2 separate regions of the Sus scrofa genome follow, and region 1 is linked to region 2. The links are chromatin contacts, called in public Hi-C maps. All regions are on one chromosome and are shown on one strand. The core of a region is the stretch at or near the end of the contact, and the rest is flanking DNA. Distances in the headings are between cores, read along the strand shown.

Region 1 (2,765 bases), core at 133-2,632, 140 kb before region 2:
TGCTCAGTGGGTTAACAATCCAGCATTGCCATGTAGGTCGCAGACATGGCTCGGATCCTGCGTTGTTGTGGCTCTGGCATAGGCTGGTGGCTACAGCTCCGATTCAACCCCTAGCCTGGGAACCTCCATATGCCATGGGAGCGGCCCAAGAAAAAAGGCAAAAAGACAAAAAAAAAAAAAAGAAAGCAAATTAAAAAAAAAAAAAATCTAGGCTCAGGTCTGATCGCTGCCCAGGAACTCCATAAGCCACAGGGCAGCCAAAAAAGAGGGAAAAGGGGGGGGGGAGACAAAAGATAGAAATGTTGATAAGGAAATGAGTAGGTTGAAGAAATGGCACAAAGTAACCAAAACCCCTTGTGAACATGTTTAGCCTGACACTAGAACACCAGGGCACTGGTAATGTAATCGGGATGTTAATGATAACACCTTGTAAAGAATTGGTGGTGGTGTGGTGGTTAAATTTTTATACAGCTGATCTTGGAACAGATGGAGTAGATGGCTATACCTGGGAAGGCTGGTGAGACAGTTAATGGCAGAGCCTGAGGACTGAGCTAAATGATTTCACAAATCTTTAAAATGACAGGAACATGCATTTGAGAATTAGTCATACTACTGTGAGCCTCAAGGCAATTGTGCTTATTATTTCCCTATATTCATTACCCAAACCCTCTCTACCCCCGACAAAACACCTACTATTGGAGATACATCGAATTTTCCCAAACTGATTTTGAAAAGTTACACTTTTTAACAATACGTAGCCTAAGTACGCTGATACCAACCTAATATGACATTTCCTAGGGAATTCCGTTTTCTAATCCCAAGGTTTCCTTGTTGAGAACCCTCCCGCGTTTGCGGATTAGGGAGCCAGGGAAGACTCATGATTAGAAAATCAACTTTCACAGTTCTTTTCCTGAGCCATTACTCTGCCCTGTACTGTATGGATACTTAATGGGAACGAATGAGAGGAAATGAACTTTCCGCTGAATTCCTAATTATTCCACGGTCTTCAAAGAAGCTAAACTGAGAAGCGGGAAATGCCAACCCCTCTAACGGCAGGCAGGCGGATCGCCAAAGCCAAAGCCCAGTTAAGACCGGGGACTGAAATAGACCACAGAAGTGTAAGTGAAAAGAGTGTCCTTCCGAGGAAGCGAAACCTCACCACCCAAGCTAACGCGCGCCACTAGCACAGCGCCGGCGAAAGCTGCGCGCGGACACAGACCCCAGCCGGGTCGTCCCCGCGTCCCGGAGCGCCCTCTCGCGCCCCCGCGCGCCCGACCGGGGAGGCAAATCTCGCGCGCTCCCTTCGCTCCCGCGGGCTCGGGGCGCGGCCACCGGCGCGCGGGGGGGGCGGGGCTGGCAAAGGGGGCGCGCGCGAGCGCGCGCGCGGGGCCGCGGGCAGGGGGGCGGGGCGGCAGAGCTCGGCGGCTGGGCCTGGAGGACAGCGGCGGCGGTGGTGACGAGCGGCTACGACAGCGGCGTTGAGAAGCTGTGCGGGACGCGGGCGCCAGGAAGGGGGGAGCGCAGAGGTAACGCAGTACGGAACAGGCGGACGGGGAGTGGGCGCGGGTCGGCTAGACCCGAAGGCGAGTGGCAGAGGACGCTTGCCCGGGGCGCCGCCGCCGCTCCCTGAGCGGAGGGGGCGGGGCGCCCGCGTCCCTGGAGGTGGTGCCTTTTGTCTGCCTTCCCCGGCCGCTCCGCCCCCCCCATCCCTCCCCCCTGCGACCTAGCCCCCTGCCCCTTGAGCTGAAGCCTCCTCCGGGGCCCTCTGGCACGCGCGCTCCCGCCCTTGTTTTGTTTGGACTAGGGGAAGGTGGGGGAGCTCTTCCCTGATCGAGGGCCCTGCGTCCCAGTGCGCCTGCGCTGGCGTCCTCCCGCCCGCTCCGATTGGCTGAGAGTTTGCGCATGCTCCGGAGCCCCGCGGTGGACCCCCGACGTCCGCCCCCGCCCTCCCCTTCACCCCACTCCCTCAGCGGTTTTCCGGGCCGGTTCGAAAGATGCCGGCGGCGGTGACTGGCTGCGGCGGTCCCGCCCCCCCGGGTTCTCCGCCCCTGCCGCCGCCGCCGCCGCCATTACGGAGCTCCCAGCGGTGAGTGCGCGGGGCGTTGGTGCCCACGGTCCGCCGCTTCTTGGCTCGCGCGGGCGGGCGCTGCCCGGATCGCGGCGTGGGCCTCCCAGCGTGCCTTCCGCAGCGTGAGCCCGAGCTGTCAGCCGGTGTCCTCGGTGTCCGCCGCCGCTGAGCCCGCCCTCCTTGGCCTCGCAGTCTTCATCTTAGCTCCGCTCTCCCCCGCCTTGTGCTCGCGCAGCACACCGGCCGCTCCCTGCCTTTGTCTCTGCTGGTCTTTGCCCAGTCTCTCGGCGGTCTGGGCGCGCTGTCAGCTGTTGGCGTCCCTGAAAAGCCTTTTGCTGTTGCTGCCGCTGCCGCTGCCGCTGCTGCTGCGACGCGGGCCTAAGCTTTCGTTTTCCCGTATGGCTTTCCTAGAGCTTGTTGCTCACCGCTCCTTAGACGGTGTGGTTCTAGTTAACAAAGTCCAACTTGTGACTAGGAGCGTTTGTATAGAGATGGAGGCAGGAGTGGTCGAGTGAGAGCCCGGTTTCAGAGTTTTGATACCGAATTGACTACTGTGATGGAGAACGAGTCACAACTTTTTTGAGGGAGTGCGCTCCCCTGCACAAAGGACTGCGCAAGGTGAACCTTACCGCCCTCTCCGCATAGGCATTTTCTCTCTGTGGTTTATTATGCTTCCTGACTTTTCGTTACATTGAAA
Region 2 (3,013 bases), core at 122-2,621:
GGGGGGGGATACGCTGGGGGTTTGGGATGGCAATGTAAAATTAGGCTGTGACAGATTCTTTATAAGCCTAGCACCTCCTCACAGTCAGGGCTGGTGCCATCTTGAGCTCAGCCACCCTCTGACGCCTTAATAAACGCTTTTGCTTTACAAATAAATAAATAAAATTAGGCTGTAATTATGGTTGCACAACTATAAATACAATGAAATTCATTGAATAAAAATAAAGCAGGTCTGCTATCTTCTCTTGCTGTTCTTGGTTTTTGCTGAAGCTTCAGATCTGTCATTAATATCAGTCACTGTGTCACTTCTGATTTGGCTAAACTGTGGAAGGAGCCTGGCTGGAGCAGTGGTTAACGGCACAGGCTTTGTAAAATCAGACTTGGGGCACTGCCCTTTATGAGCTGTGTGACTTTCAGCAATTTACACCACCTTTCACTTCTCTGAGTGTGTTTCCTCATCCATAAATTAGGGATGACAACCAACCACAGGAATATAAGTATTATGTCTTAGTTGTCCTTAAATTTCTGAAAATTTACAGAAAGTTATTGGCCAAGGTGCAACATGAGTGGTTATTAACATAACTTCCAAAATATGCTGTTTGAAGGAAGGGAAAACAGTAAAAAGTGAGCTGTTAAGCCCCAGGTCAGGAGATCAGTGACATCGAAAATGAGCCTTAATCAGTGATGTCAAGGAATTTCCAGCTCGGACAAAGGTAAACCCTGACCCAGGGCCCCAAATCAGTTAATGCCTCCCAGCTCCGCCTTCACCACGCCCACACTTAGCCCCACCCCACACCCACCCAAGACCCGCCCACACACTTAGCCCCGCCCGCAGCCCGACTCCCGCTCCCGCTCCGACCCCCGCCCGCGGCCGGCGCTCACCTGGATCTCATGACAGGCGGAGGCCGCCCGCCGACCCTCCGCTTGCTTCTCCTCAATGAGGCCCAGCCCCAGCCCGAAGGCCAGAAAGACAGCCCGGCCGCAAGGGCCCGCGCCGCCCCGGGCCCGCACTACGAACTGTCGCTGGAGCCGCGCCGCCAGCCCGGCCACTGACTGGCGGAAGAAGCGGTAGCGGCCGGGGAGCCCGAGCGCGAGCCTGCGCGGCTCCGCTCCGGGTCCCGCGGCAGGGCCAGGGCGCTCTCCGCGGCCCCAGCCCGCCGCTGGGCCCGGGCGTTCGGGCCGCCCCCAGGCATAGGTCGGGCCAGGCTTGGCTGTGAAGCGCAGCAGCAGCGCTCGGCCTAGCTGCAGGCCCCGGCCCAGAGCCTGTCGCACCACCATGGTGCCGCGGCTGGGTCTCCTCCGAGCCGCAGGAGGCCGGGACGCCTGTCACAACAACAAACTTCGGGTCGGCGCCTTTGCGCAGGCGCGGGCGCCAATGGGCGGGGCCGCCTCTCTGGCTGTTTCTCCGCTGTGCGCGCACGAGGGCGCTGTTCGCGCATCTGCGCGGCGGGTAGTTTCTTGCTCTTGCACCCAGGATCTAAAGATTGCATTGTCAGGGAGATCCTGTCAACATCCTTGGTTCTGGGCAAAATCGAGAAATTGAGAAGAGAAATGAATAATTATTACCCCTTACCGACGGTGCCAGAATCTACGTTTGTTAATTTTCCTACCAATGAGATAGGAAGGTCGTTTTTATAGATAAGAAAACTGAGGAAAAAGAAAAAAACAGGGCAGTGACAGTCCAAGGTCATATGCAGTATCAGAGCTGAGGTTAAAGTTTGCATTGCCCTGATTGCTGAGTCCTTGCCCCTGATGCCCTTCCACTCGTCTCAACAAGCCCACAGGCCCCGGAGAGAAATCTCACCCTTAGGCCACTTTTTTCAGATTAGTGAACAGAGTCCCTGAGATGTGGATCAACTCACAAAGTCACACAGCATGTTGGTGGTAGAGCCTTGTTACCCAAAGCTGCTGTTGGAATGGCTGATAAGGAATTTGTACTGAGTGATTTTTCTTTCTTTCTCTTGCCTTTTTTAAAAAGAGAATTTACAAATACAATAATGGAAAACTATAGTGAACCCCATGTACCCAATTATCCAGTTTCAACAATTATCAACAAATAGTCATTATTTAGTCACCTGTGCATATCTTCCTACTTTCCATTCTCCCATCTTTAAAGCAAATCCCATATATCATATCATTTCATTTATAAATACTTAAATATCTATTGAGAGAGAACTATTTTTTTACAAAACATAAATGATATTGTCACCTCTAAAAATATTACCATTAACTTCACAATATCATTTACTATCCAATCAATATTCAGATTTCCCTGTTGTTTTATTTTACAGTTGTTCAAATTGGGATCCAGACAAGATCTACATGATTTATTTGGTCAGTGGGTTATTCTTTAACAAGGAACCAAGCCTTCCCCAGGCTAAGGAGGTATATTTTGTGGTGCTGCCATTTAAAAAAACGTTCCTGTAATCATGAGTACCTCCAATCTCCTTACCCTTAAGGCTGGTTGTGGGTAAGAGGCCCTGGAAGAGATGTTAAAATGTTTTTGAAGGTATGGCCATGTGTCACAGATGACCTTCAGGGCAAGGGGACCTTCGTCTAGCCTGAGACCCACCTCAGCATTTCTTGAATAGAAAGACACAGTCTAACCTATTTATTTCAGGACTCATTTGCGACCTTTAGCACAGCCCTGTTTCTGGGCTGTAAAGTTGTAAGAAAGAATGAGAGTAAATAGGAATAAAAACAAGGCAACTGCAGAAAGATCCACTTTGAATTGGTGAAATTTTTTTTTTTTTTGGTCTTTTTGTCTTTTCTAGGGCTGCACCCGAACCACATGGAGGTTCCCAGGATCAGGGTCTAATCTAAGCTGTAGCTGCTGGTCTACGCCACTGCCAAAGCAACGTGGAATCTGAACCGAGTGTGCGACCTACACCCAGCTCATGGCAGCACCCGATCCTTAATCCACTGAGCAAGGCCAGGGATCGAACCCACAACCTCATGGTTCCTAGTCAGATTCGTTAACCACTGAGCCACGATGGAAACTCCAGTGAGTTTAA

What was found. A called contact is a pair of places that touch in the nucleus more often than the background predicts.
Region 1: a contact with region 2 is called in a Hi-C map of liver, with 4 times the contacts expected there. The contact joins the promoter of HP1BP3 here to the promoter of PINK1 in region 2. A contact is called at or near these places in 2 of 47 Hi-C or Micro-C datasets (heart right ventricle and liver).

The regions. Positions count from the first base shown.
Region 1 is chr6:79,006,538-79,009,302 of Sscrofa11.1, reverse strand. HP1BP3 (heterochromatin protein 1-binding protein 3) reads left to right here and starts at 1,382. Exons shown (of 12, transcript XM_021097635.1): 1 at 1,382-1,526.
Region 2 is chr6:78,861,553-78,864,565 of Sscrofa11.1, reverse strand. PINK1 (serine/threonine-protein kinase PINK1, mitochondrial) reads right to left here and starts at 1,371. Exons shown (of 8, transcript XM_021095478.1): 1 at 882-1,371. The coding sequence starts at 1,277.